Linked DNA regions of Astyanax mexicanus: region 2 is linked to region 1. The links are chromatin contacts, called in public Hi-C maps. All regions are on one chromosome and are shown on one strand. Each heading gives the region's core, a stretch centred on a gene start, on an enhancer-like site or on the middle of the called end of the contact. The rest is flanking DNA. Distances are from core to core; before and after follow the strand shown. Region 1 overlaps znf644a (zinc finger protein 644a). Region 2 overlaps pkn2a (protein kinase N2a).

Region 1 (6,429 bases), core at 1,584-4,083:
TCCTAATTTCTGATTGCCTTTTTGAGTTATATAAATATAAACACGTATACAGTATACGGGACAATTAAACACCAACTCAACTGTGGCGATTTTTTTTTTTTGCGTAATGTTACTTGCTTGTAGGATTTTTGTTACTTAACTAATTTTATTAGCAGTTAACAAATAGGTACAGTAGATAGGATGTGCTTATTTTATGCATTTTCATAATTTTATCTTTTTCTTCTTCAGAAAAAAAAAGATATTTATATCTGTGAAAGGGGAAATTTCTGATGAAATTCAAATGAAGAATATCCCATTCTTTTTCTTTTTCGTACAAAATTAGTATTATTTTTAGTTTTTCAAAGGATCCACTGTAATATTATAATTGTCTAGGTACTCTATGTACAAGGTTCCTTTTTTCAGCTTTTATTTAAAGCTGCACTGAAGAGTTATCAACAACTCAACATGCCCACCCATTAAATCTTAATAAAGTTGCGCTGGGGATGGATACTTCAACAGGACAACGACCCTAACCACTGCACTTCATGCAGAGGAACAAGTACAACGTTCTGGAATGATCATCTCAGATCATCTCAGTCCCCAGACCTGAATATTATTATAAATCTGTGGTGTGATTTAAAGCAGCTGTTCATGATCAGAAACCTGAATCAAACCTGACTGAACTGGAGATGATTTGTAAAGAAGAATGATCCGAAATATCTTCAACCAGAAGCAAAAACAGACTCTCATTGGAAGCTGAAGGGAGTATTTAGTGGCTGTTATTTCTGCAAATGGAGGAGCTACTTAGTATTGATGTAATTTTTCTGTTGGGGTGCCCAAATTAGTTTTAAGAATTACTGCACACTTTCTATAAATCCTATAAACTTCATTTTACGTTAATCTGCTATATGATATATTTAACTGAAATTGCTGATCTGAACAACCAATGATTTATAAAGGAAAATCATGAAAATTTGGTTGGGGGTGTTGTATTATGATTGACTGACTGACATATTGTGATGTGAAACATCATCCACACCTATAGCACAGTTAAACCTGAGAGAGTGCTGCAGAGGGTGAAATTACCACAATATTTAAAAAAACCCTTTTATATTATATAAAAAAACACCATAATATTTGAGAAGTAAAATGAAGTTTATAGGATTTATAGAAAGTGTGCAATAATTCTTAAAACTAATTTGGGCACCCCAACAGAAAAATTACATCAATACTAAGTAGCTCCTCCATTTGCAGAAATAACAGCCTCTAAACTCTTCCTACAGCTTCCAATGAGAGTCTGTTTTTGCTTCTGGTTGAAGATATTTCGGATCATTCTTCTTTACTAATCATCTCCAGTTCAGTCTAGACATGTCAAAAACAGTCTTAGGCTTTTTTAAACCAGATTTGAGTAACAAAGGCTACGTTCAGACTGTGTGCAAATTGGATTTTAAGTGATCAAATCAGATTTACACGTCCAGACATCACAACTGTATCTGCATGGTGTGGTATGGGGTTCATCTTCAGTAACTAACCATGGGACCGCTGCACTTCAGTTATTGAGATTTCACTTTCTCATTGTTTGTATAAACAAGTGTTTTTTTTTTTAATCTACACACATTTACTGTAAAAATCAACTGATGAATTGCACTTTTAAATGTTCCAAACCTGGCCTGTGTGCCCCTTGTGGCTGAACATTTGGACACACTGTATATGACTGCATGGAATATAATCAAATTTTTTGGAATCCTAAACTGGGCACTATTTTAGAGCACTGATCATAATATTGTTAATAAACACATTTAACAGAGTATTACATTTACAGCTTAATATTGAATATTCCAAAAGGTTAAAGACATCCAAAAAAAACAACAGAACGTTTTTATTCTGCACAACCAAAAATCTTTCAAGATTTACATTTTGACATAAATTATTTAAAAATGTTTATAACAAAAATAACAGTAAAAATAACTGCAAATATAAGTAACAGTTAATGGTTCTTTTTTCCAGCACAAATAACAGAACTTTACATTTCAGACTTTTGTGTATGATATCAAAATGAGGTGACGGGATGACCCAAAAGTGACCCAAATAAACAAGATAAAAACAAATAAACCCTGTCAGGTGTAATAATGAAATGAAGTCATGACACACATACTAAATAAATCAGTTTAAGTCTCTCAATAATGATAGACCAGTTTGTTTAACATAAATCGTATGTAACGAAACAAAAAAAAAATCATAAAGTAAATATATCTACTTTTTTTTCCTATACATTTGCACCATACATAATCACTGAGTGAGTGTGAGAATAAAAGGTTTAACTGGGTTGAAAAGTAAGTAAAAACAAATAAAAGCTTAAAAACAACTGTAATAAAATGAATACAGTATTATTTCAGGTTTTGTTGAGCCTATTCGCAGTTCCATAAAATCCTAAAACCCATCTTGAGAAGGTGTGTGAAGTGTCTGAGGTAAACAGTTGTCTTTTGGTGTTGGTCTCGGTTGGAAAAAAAATAAAATAAAACCAAAACAAACAAACAAACAAACAAAAAAAAATCACCCACCATGAGCACTATTATTTATGCGTCATATAAAATACCAGGACAATGTAACAATATAAAAAGACAGCTGTGTGTTAAGGGCTGAACGTCGCTGTGCGTTGAGAGAGAAAGTGAAAATTTCAAATTCCTTGGTATTCAAAATCATACAAACTGGCGGGGGAAGTAAAATCATTTACAATTACATTACATTTTATGGACAGTGGGAAATCCGCTATGCGTGCTGGGCTCAGGAGGACGGCTTGGCCTGCGATTCTGTGTCCGAGCTGGGCTCTTTAGGGAAGCAGGTAACCTCCACCATGCCCGCGCCTGTGCGTGGTACAGCAGTGTTCATTATATGTCTCTGTAAATGCTTCACCCAGTCCTCCTGTACGGACAGCGGGCCCTGGAAGACTAGATCACAAAACCTGCAGAAGAGAGGAGAGAGGGGAAATAACCACTGTAAATAATCATAATAATGTTTATTACCACCATACATAACCACTGTATTTATCCAGTGAGTATATACACAATGTTAGTTCACTGTGTTATATATCATGTCTAAAATCAGTGCAGTGTTTTTTTTTGTTTTTTTTTTTAGAAAATTTTACAGCATGCTTCCCTCTGCCGACAACTTTTATGGAGATGCGGATTTCATTTTCCAGCAGGACTTGGCACAACGCTCACACTGACAAAAGTACCAATTGTCTCAAATGTTATATAATAATCTAATTTTCTGAGACACAGTTTTTTGGGTTTTCTTTGGCTGTAAGCCATAATCATCAACAATAAAAGACATAAATGCTTAAAATAGATCACTCTGTGTGTAATACATTAATATAATATATGAGTTTCACATTTTAAACTAATTTACTGAAATAAAGAAAATTTTAAATTATTTTATTATTATTATTATTATTTTTTTTACAAGCACCTGCACCAATTACCTTATGTGTCCAAATGGTTACAGTTTGGTTTCGTCAGTCCACAGAACTGTATCCCAAAACTCTTTAATAAGCAGTCTTATCCAAACTTCCTCCTGGCATATTCTAGAAAGTTTTTGACGTCCCTTGTGGTCAGTAGTGGGTTCCGTCTTTTTTTCCTTCCTTTTTAATTCATTGTCACTGAAGCACTTATTCCAGCGTTAATCATGTAGGTGTCTTTCATTTACATAGGAGTTAGCTCTCCTTAGCTCTCCTGAGTAAGTTGCTAAGGCCCTTAATGAAATGTTGGGTTATCCTCCACAGCCAGGCATGTTTGCAGCAGTTCTATTAGTTTTAAAGTTACTTATAAAACACCCCTGATGGTGTCTCTTGACACTGTATTTTTTTGGAGATCCTCTTACACCCCAGAAACTTTAGGTGTAATAAAATAATTCCTTCTCACAGTTTTTGAGGAAGCTTCATTGTTTTTCTCATGATTGCAATTTAATACCTTCATAGATATGGTTTATATGGGCATCACTGTTAAAGCAAATGAAGGATCATTATATGCCTATTTTAACAAAAGGTACTGTTACACAAGAAAACTATTTTACCAAACTATTCACAGTAAATCACACACATACCTGCAGGTGAGTCTGTAGATTTCTTCTGGAGTGTGGAACCCAAAGTTCTTCTTTCTTGACCTCTGCTTCCTCTGTTTACAGTCATGAGCTGGAAAATGATGAAAACCAAGTCAGAGATAAACTGGAGAAGTGTAAAATGCTGATACACCAAACTGATTCTACAACAAACATTTCCAGATCTGATTAGACATTTTTAATAGACTAAGAATCAGCTGTAAGAGAGCGCCCTCTAGTGTCTCCTGGGCACTATTTACAGCAACAATTTTCAGTTCTTAGCAGTTGCTATAAGTTTCCTCATCTCTCAAAACAAGCATTTATTTGTGACTAGTTACACTGTATGCATTTTAACAGAGGAGCATAAACTTATGCAGTATTTAAGGATGAACATTTTAAGGTTTAAAAAAGTTACATTTTAAAAAATGGTCTAAAAAAATATATAAAATAAAACTATATATATATATATATTGCAGTTATTTCTGTTAACAAATTACAGTTATTGTAACAGGCCCATCACTATTACCTAAACAAATCATTCCAAAAAGTCTCATTTTATAAGTTGTTGCCAAATAAATTGGTGGTTTTAACTAGTGTTAATTAACATCACATCTTAGCAAGGTTGTGGTGCTGCATTATTTATAGAAACACAAAGATAGAACCAGATTGCATCAGTGTCAGAAATCACATATTATATGCTATAATTAAGCTGTTATTTGAGCCTATAACTTTTTTTTTTTAAATTGTCAGTGTGGCTTATAATCTGGATACAATCTTATACATGGATTTAACAGTCAGGTTGTAAGTAGCAGTAGAGCCACTCTGCTGAAGTGCAGAGTTATACAGGAGTTGCAGTTTAGTTCTCCAGCACAGAGACTAGAGCAGCATTAGCATTACCTGCTAACCGTGGTAACAGCTAGCTCTTTTGCTGTTTTTTTTGGCCTTTTGCTGAGTATTTTTGGCCTTTAGCCTGCTGCTAACACTGGCTAGCGCTGCTAGAGCAGCATTAGCCGCTAACCGCGCTGAGTGCTAGCTCTTTTGCTATTCAGAGGTGAGTATTAATCGGCCTGCAGCCTGCTGCTAACAACGATTAGCACTGCTGGAGCAGAATTAGCAGTATTAGCATTAGCTCATTCAGCGGTGAGACCTGCTGAATAAGAAGGAAAATATGGCAACACCCCTGTTCCTTACTAGTATCGCATCAGGCACCTTATATTCCGGTGTGCCTCATGTATAAAAAATAGACCAGAAAATAAACATTTGCCTTACAATCCGGTGCGCCTTATAGTGCGAAAAATACTTTATATATGGTAAGTGTTTGAGTGCTTTAGCTACTTTTATATAGTATTTGCGATTGGATTAGTCTACTTTTTCTAGCTTTAAGCTAATCTTAACTAATACTAAAGCTAACCCTAAAATGCTCAAAGGGATTGCATATTTATTTAGGTAAATAGCTGACTATGTTTTATAATCAGGCTGTTAAATGCAAGTTTCTGTTTGGTTATTTAGATACAACTGAAGGAAAAGGCCATTATTGGGAGACAACTATGACTGAAGTTATCTTACTTTAAAGTGGGTAATTAGCTAATTAGCAGATAACATCTGCATATACTAAGCGTACCTAGTGTAACACCTTGCAATTTACACTTTGGGCCAATAGTGTGATATTACTAGTGCTGTCAATGTTAAGGCGGTAATTTCTCCTTCACACATACACACACTCACACAGCTGATGCTCCTCTCCTAAAGCTCCGATATTCTAATATTAACAGCATCAAAACCTCCCTAAAATATCATAATAGTGTAATAAGAGCTCTGTCTGTTCACCAGGCATACAACACCACAGAATTGTTTTTGTCTCCCTCACAAAATACAGAGACGTTCCAAGCATTTAAGTGTTTTATTTAACATGATTTCATGATTTATGTTTTTTTATTAGAAGAGCTCACACCCCTTAAAATGTGAAATGTGAGATTAATTTTTGACAGACTGGTGCTCGGGAGAAATTACTTTGGGTGAAAGATTATTTGCATTTGAACAGAAATACTGTGCTACTTACTCGTTCCTTCAGTAAGCGTGTTTCTTTTTCTGCGTGTATACGCTCGCAGGTGATTGGACAGGCTAACTCCACTGTGGAATGATGTATTACAGTGAGCGCACACCTTTCTGCTGTGTTCACCTTTATCTGAAACTGAGATCATCAACAGTAGTTAGACCAACTAAAAATACACACAGTCTGAAGTTAAAGTGAGGGTATTTAACATTCCTTCATCCACATTGTTACTTGTGTACTAGAAATGTGTCATAGACGGCTAATATTACCCCACACAGCGGATAGGACCATTTTAATATGAA
Region 2 (5,796 bases), core at 1,242-3,741, 38 kb before region 1:
AGAACACTTGCATCACTTATATCAAGACCACATTTTGAAATAAGATATTGTAAATTTGATTAATCAAACCAATGACTGACCATAGACTGATCTAAAACTGGCATAGGCCTCTCTGCTGTAAAAACAAAATCGAAAAGAAAATCAAGAATCGAATCGAATCGTAACCCTAAATAAAATCGGAAATAAAATTGAATCGAGGATTTTGAGAATCGTGACACCGCTAGTACAGTTGGTTGAAAAATAAAGAGGCTGGGCATTCTGTATAGCCTTACCTTTATTCACTTTTAATAACAATAAATCTTTATTATAACCTTGTTTAGTTTTTTGGGATGGAATGTTGTAACAGGGCTCAAACTCTTTTATTATTAAATATAAATCTTGTTGGAACAAACAAACAATGAGCATGACTGTGGTGCTTCATTAAAAACTATAATAAATCTTGATTTTCTTAATTCTATGCTGCTTTAACTCCAGATTGTGTTCACATTAAAAAAATGAATCAGTTTAATTATTGATAGAATAACTGCTGTTTAGTGGTTTTGATGTTCTGAGTGTTTCTCTATGTCCACAGTCTCCGTTTCCTGGTGATGATGAAGAGGAGGTGTTTGACAGCATCGTGAATGACGAGGTCCGCTACCCGAGGTTCCTCTCCACAGAGGCCATCTCCGTAATGAGGAGGGTGAGTGCTGTCAGTGCTGTACAGCTGTTCTCATTAATATATACTGTACACTAGCTCCGGGTTTATCTGTGGACTAGTCTTAATCCTGGTCTGTACCCGCAGCTCCTGAGGAGGAACCCTGAGAGGCGTTTGGGAGGAGGAGAGCGAGATGCTGAGGAGGTGAAGAAGCATCTGTTCTTCCGGGTGAGTTCACTATTAAAGATCTTCCTCTTTACCATAAAATAGTTAGTTCTAGTTCCCTTAGTTCAGTGGAATTAACCAATATGTCATTAATCAGACCCACTGGGTGACTAATGTTTGCTTCTTTAGGTTTTTGTAGATCTTTATTATATCAAAATTCATAAATATAAAAAAGCTTGTTGTAAACAAAGTGGAAAACATTTTATGAAAACTTTTATTCTGTGATTTGTCAGATAGAGTGAATGATTAAGATAAATACATTCCCTTTTATTGATCTTGATTCATTTTGAATGGTTTGTGCATTTACTTGCAATTCACTATTTTACCACATGGTGCCGCTAATTTCTGCTCCCTCCACAGCTCATAAATTGCTTAAATATATGCGCGTTTCTTTATTTATTTTCTTTATTAATCACAGTTTCTCTGTGAGATGTTAAGCACCATTTATAAATAATGTTGCTGGTATGGCTGCTAATCCACATTTTAAAATGTTATTAGACTTATTGACTGTCAGGAAATCTTTTTGTAGTTATGTTGCACAGCTGAAAATACTAAACTTCTTCCACCATTTAACTAATTTGACTAAATGTATTTGTTCTTGCTTTTCAAAGAAGAGATGCTAATAAACCTACACATTAAATGTATTTATTTAACAGTAGGAGTGGGAGACCCAGATGCACAACTGTGCAAGAAGATAAATATCTTATAGTGTGAATTTTGAGACAAAGACACCTCACAGGTTGTCAGCTAACAGCTTAACTTAATGCACTAAATGGCCCATTCTTTACATAACAGTAACCCTGATGTGGTAGTGTTTAATAATATAAAATCAGAATACCATTAGTGTGTTTTATATTAAAATAGAGGTGAAGGAGTGTCTGTGATGAGCTTGGTCCAAAACTAAAAAAGGTATCAGCAGCGGGACAGGGTCAGAATTTCTGCAGTGTTTGAAATAAAAACAAGAAAAAAAATCATCTATCACAATCTGGGGATTTTAGAGATGCACCGAAATGAAATCGAAAACGAATAAAATTGTACAATTTGACTTAATACCAAACACCAAACCAGTATATCAAAGGTTTTTATTCATATTGCCACTTTTTTACCATTAAATCAAAAATGTCTGGGACCTGTATCTAATATTAAGTTTTTTAACTTAAGTTTAGATACAGTTTAAGTTTAGCTTAGTTTTTTTTTTAAGTTTTTAACTCCAATTTTTTTTTCTTCCACCATTTGATACTTTTTTAAACGTAATATATTTGTTCTTGCTTTTCAAAGAAAACACATTTACAAACATAAAAAATATTTCTTTAACAGTAGAAGTGGGAGGCCCTGATGCACAACTGTGCATGAAGATAAATATCTATTCAACTGAATATTTGAAGTTTGAGACAAAGACAATAATATACTGTATTAACAGCGTTTGTCTGTCACTGGTTGTTGTTGTTCTCCAGAATATGGACTGGACTGGGTTACTGGGTAAGAAGGTGAAGCCTCCGTTCGTGCCGGTGATCCAGAGCCCTAGTGATGTCAGTAACTTTGATGAAGAGTTCACGTCTGAAGCTCCGGTGCTGACTCCGCCCAGAGACCAGCGTCCGCTGAGCCGAGAGGAGCAGGAGATGTTCACGGACTTCGACTACATCGCAGACTGGTGTTAGCTCCCCCCCCCGTTAAACTGTGAACACGCCCTCCTGCCACTCAGTGCCAGCTAAGGGACAAGCCTACCGCCCACAGGGCTGAAACCAGGTTACCATGACTGTGTTTTATATTCAGAATAGAGGGAAGGAGTGTTACCCAGCAGCAGCAGGGCAGGGTCAGAACCCCTGCAGTTTTATAAACGAAAACAGGAAAAAACAATAATCTGTTACAATCAGTTTTAGGGATGCACCAAATTAAAACCAAAACTGAACTAAAATATATAATGTGGCTTAATACAAAACACCAAATTAATTTATTAAAGGTTTTCAATCATTTTGCCACTTTTTTTACAATTAAATAAAAAATAAGGCATTGTTTCTTATTTTTGTTACATATTCTGCCAAACTCTTAAAAGGTTTTTTTAATTTTTTTTTTTTTTTTTCATTTTGAAAATTAAAAATTACATTATTTGATAAAATCTAAACAAATTCCAAACAAAATGAAATACTTAACTTTTTGCACCATTGGAAAAATACATAAAAATAAATTTCAAAGAAAAACACTTACAAACCTACATATTCAAAGTATTTACTTAACACTAAACTTTTGATTGCATAATCAAACTTTTTTAACTGAACACCTAAAGTGCTTTTTGTCATTTTCTAGTACATTTTGCACTAAATGATTTTTTTTGTTAAAATCTAAAACCAAACAAAATTACATACTGCCACTTTTTACCACTGCAAAAAAATGTAGATATATATTTGTTGCTTTTAATAGAAACACATTTCTATGTTTATACATTTATTTTGTCACTTTTTTTAATATTTCATAAATTTATTAGCCTAAATGTAATTTTTCTTGCTTTCCAAAGAAAATTAACTTACAAACCTACATATTAAAAGTGTTTATTGAACACTACACTTATTTTTATCATCCTGTCTGACGGCAAATTGATTGCATCATCAAAAGCATCATTTTTCTGTATTAATTATTAAGTCTTTTCACGTATCTTACTGAACACTTAAATTGCTTTTTGTCATTTTCAACCGAATAATTGAAGTACATTTTGCAACAAAATGATTTTTTTTGGGTGAAATCTAAAACTGAACAAAATGAAATATTGCTATTTTTTATCACTGCATCAAATGAATAGCGTGAATGTATTTTCTCTTTCTTTTAATAGAAAAGACGATTACAAAACATGATTGAACATTAAACTTGTTTTAACATCCAACCTAACTGCGCTTTGATCACGTAATCAAAGCATAATTATTTTGTATTAATTAATCATGTCTTTTACTTCGACCATACAAAAAAGTGTTTGTTTTTTTTTGTTTTGTTTTTTTGTTTGCTATTTTTCGGTTGCTAAATATTTGGTGCATCCCTAGTAAATTAACATCATGCCTCTCAAAATTGTATTTTAACTTCATCAGTCCACAGGACCCGTTTTAAAAATGCATCAGGCTTATTTAGATTCTTTGATAACACTAGAGCTTGTGGTGAGAACGCAGTAAAGCTGATATTAGTGCAGGTAACAATGCTGCACAGTAGAACAGTGCACCACCTCTCTGGAGTCTGATTAATCCTCCTGAAGATCTTTTCTGATCAGCTTTTCTAGCAATAAAGTAAAGGTCAAGTTCTTTTTTATACTACAGACATCAACACTGACACTCAAAGGCCAAATACTGAACACAGATTTTCACAGGTCATTTTCATTGCAGCGGAATAGTTTCGGTTGCCAGATATTCTGTGTATTCCTACTCAAAATATTGCCTTAGTGAACAGAACCATCTCACTGTGCTGTTCTTCTGCGTTGATACTGAAGGGATTCTACTTCTACTAGTTTAGATTAATTTCTCTTTTTCTCTGATTGTGTTTTTTTTTTTAATTCAGACGTCTGGAATTTCTCTCCCCGAACTCTGAAACTGTGTAACACTAATAGTGATTTGGGTCACTTTTACCTGAATGTAGCCTATATTTTACTTCATATGTGACACAGATGGGTTGTTTAATTGGCAGTGGCAGCGTTGGGTCCCAAATATGGCACAATGGAAAACATCACAGCTTAAAAAACTGTAGAATATTTTCTTTTTAATGGAAAATCTCCAAGACTAGTCTTAATGTCTTCCCTGTCTGGGGGGGGGGAAGTGGGAATCTGTCTCTTTGTGCTTCTGGTCATGATTAAAAACAGAAGCAGAGAAGCTACTCGGATTCAGAAACTATAATGAATTTTTATAAATGTATTTTTATAATGTAGCAGCAGCATGTTACACAGCACTCTGTACTGTCCCTTATCATGTAAAGAAATTTTCAGTGTAAAAAGTACTTTTCTGTGTGTCTGAGAGGGAAAACAGCTGTGACCACATGTTACCTGATGTTACCCCAGATCAGCTGAAGCTGTAGGTGAATTGTAGTGTTTTGTTACTGATGATACAGACGTTTGGAGATGTTTGGAGACGTTTGGAGATGTTTGGAGACGTTTGGAGATGTTTGGAGACATTTGGAGATGTTTGAAGGCCTGAAGATTCTCTAAACTCAGAACCCAGCGTATGATCTTGCATTATTATGGTCTCTTTTGCAGAGAGAGGAAGCAGAACATACAGTTTGATCACCCAGAAAGAAAGCAAGCATGAGCTGCACTGATCAGCCATAACATTAGCACCACCTGACAAATACTGACGATGTTCTGTGGTAACGGGAACACAGAGATTATCATTACAGCAGATCCTTAAAGTTTGGTAAGTTGTGAGGTGGGCGGAGCCTATATGAGTATCAATGATCAATGAGTCAGTCTTACCACCTAATAGTGTGTAGGATTGACTCTTACCATCTAAGTTTATCTGCTTCTAGTGTTAGTCTTGGTGCCGTGACCCGACAGGAGCTTCAAAGAGTTACTAGGTGGTTGCTAAGTGGTAGCTATGGTATCTTTAAAATCTTTAAATTATCTTTAAATTTGTGAGGTGGGCGGAGCCTTCATGTGCATCCAATGAGAGGGTCACGGATGATGATCAAGGCTGTTTCAGTGGTTGTCATTGTTTGGACACTCGTGTTTTTAATTCAGCTGTCAGTGGTGCTAATGTTTTGGCTGTTCAGTGTCTGTATCATAACATAAATGTCCTAATCCTTCATTTTTCCTTCATGGAGTCTAAAGCCCTATCCGGATGGGATAATTTCTCAGGGGGTCCTGGGGTAATTTTCTCTTCCATCCGGAACGACCATCTCTGTTTTTCTCAGACGTCCTCTGAGAAAATTACAGGCTGAATTATCTAGTGTTTTTCGCTGAACTCCTTGGTCCT

The links. A called contact is a pair of places that touch in the nucleus more often than the background predicts.
Region 2: a contact with region 1 is called in a Hi-C map of blood, with 5 times the contacts expected there. The contact joins two enhancer-like sites. A contact is called at or near these places in 2 of 3 Hi-C or Micro-C datasets (blood and muscle).

Annotation. Positions count from the first base shown.
Region 1 is chr18:40,898,540-40,904,968 of AstMex3_surface, reverse strand. It overlaps znf644a (zinc finger protein 644a), which reads right to left. Exons shown (of 6, transcript XM_015604784.3): 4 at 6,134-6,265; 5 at 4,081-4,168; 6 at 1,826-2,941. The coding sequence ends at 2,764. Among protein-coding and RNA genes, the nearest start is that of znf644a, 14 kb to the right of the region's middle. Within about 2 kb of position 2,833, the one cell type or tissue checked has an H3K27ac peak away from gene starts, as active enhancers do.
Region 2 is chr18:40,937,001-40,942,796 of AstMex3_surface, reverse strand. It overlaps pkn2a (protein kinase N2a), which reads left to right. Exons shown (of 22, transcript XM_022670309.2): 20 at 572-679; 21 at 782-862; 22 at 2,314-5,796. The coding sequence ends at 2,517. Among protein-coding and RNA genes, the nearest start is that of gtf2b, 15 kb to the right of the region's middle. Within about 2 kb of position 2,491, the one cell type or tissue checked has an H3K27ac peak away from gene starts, as active enhancers do.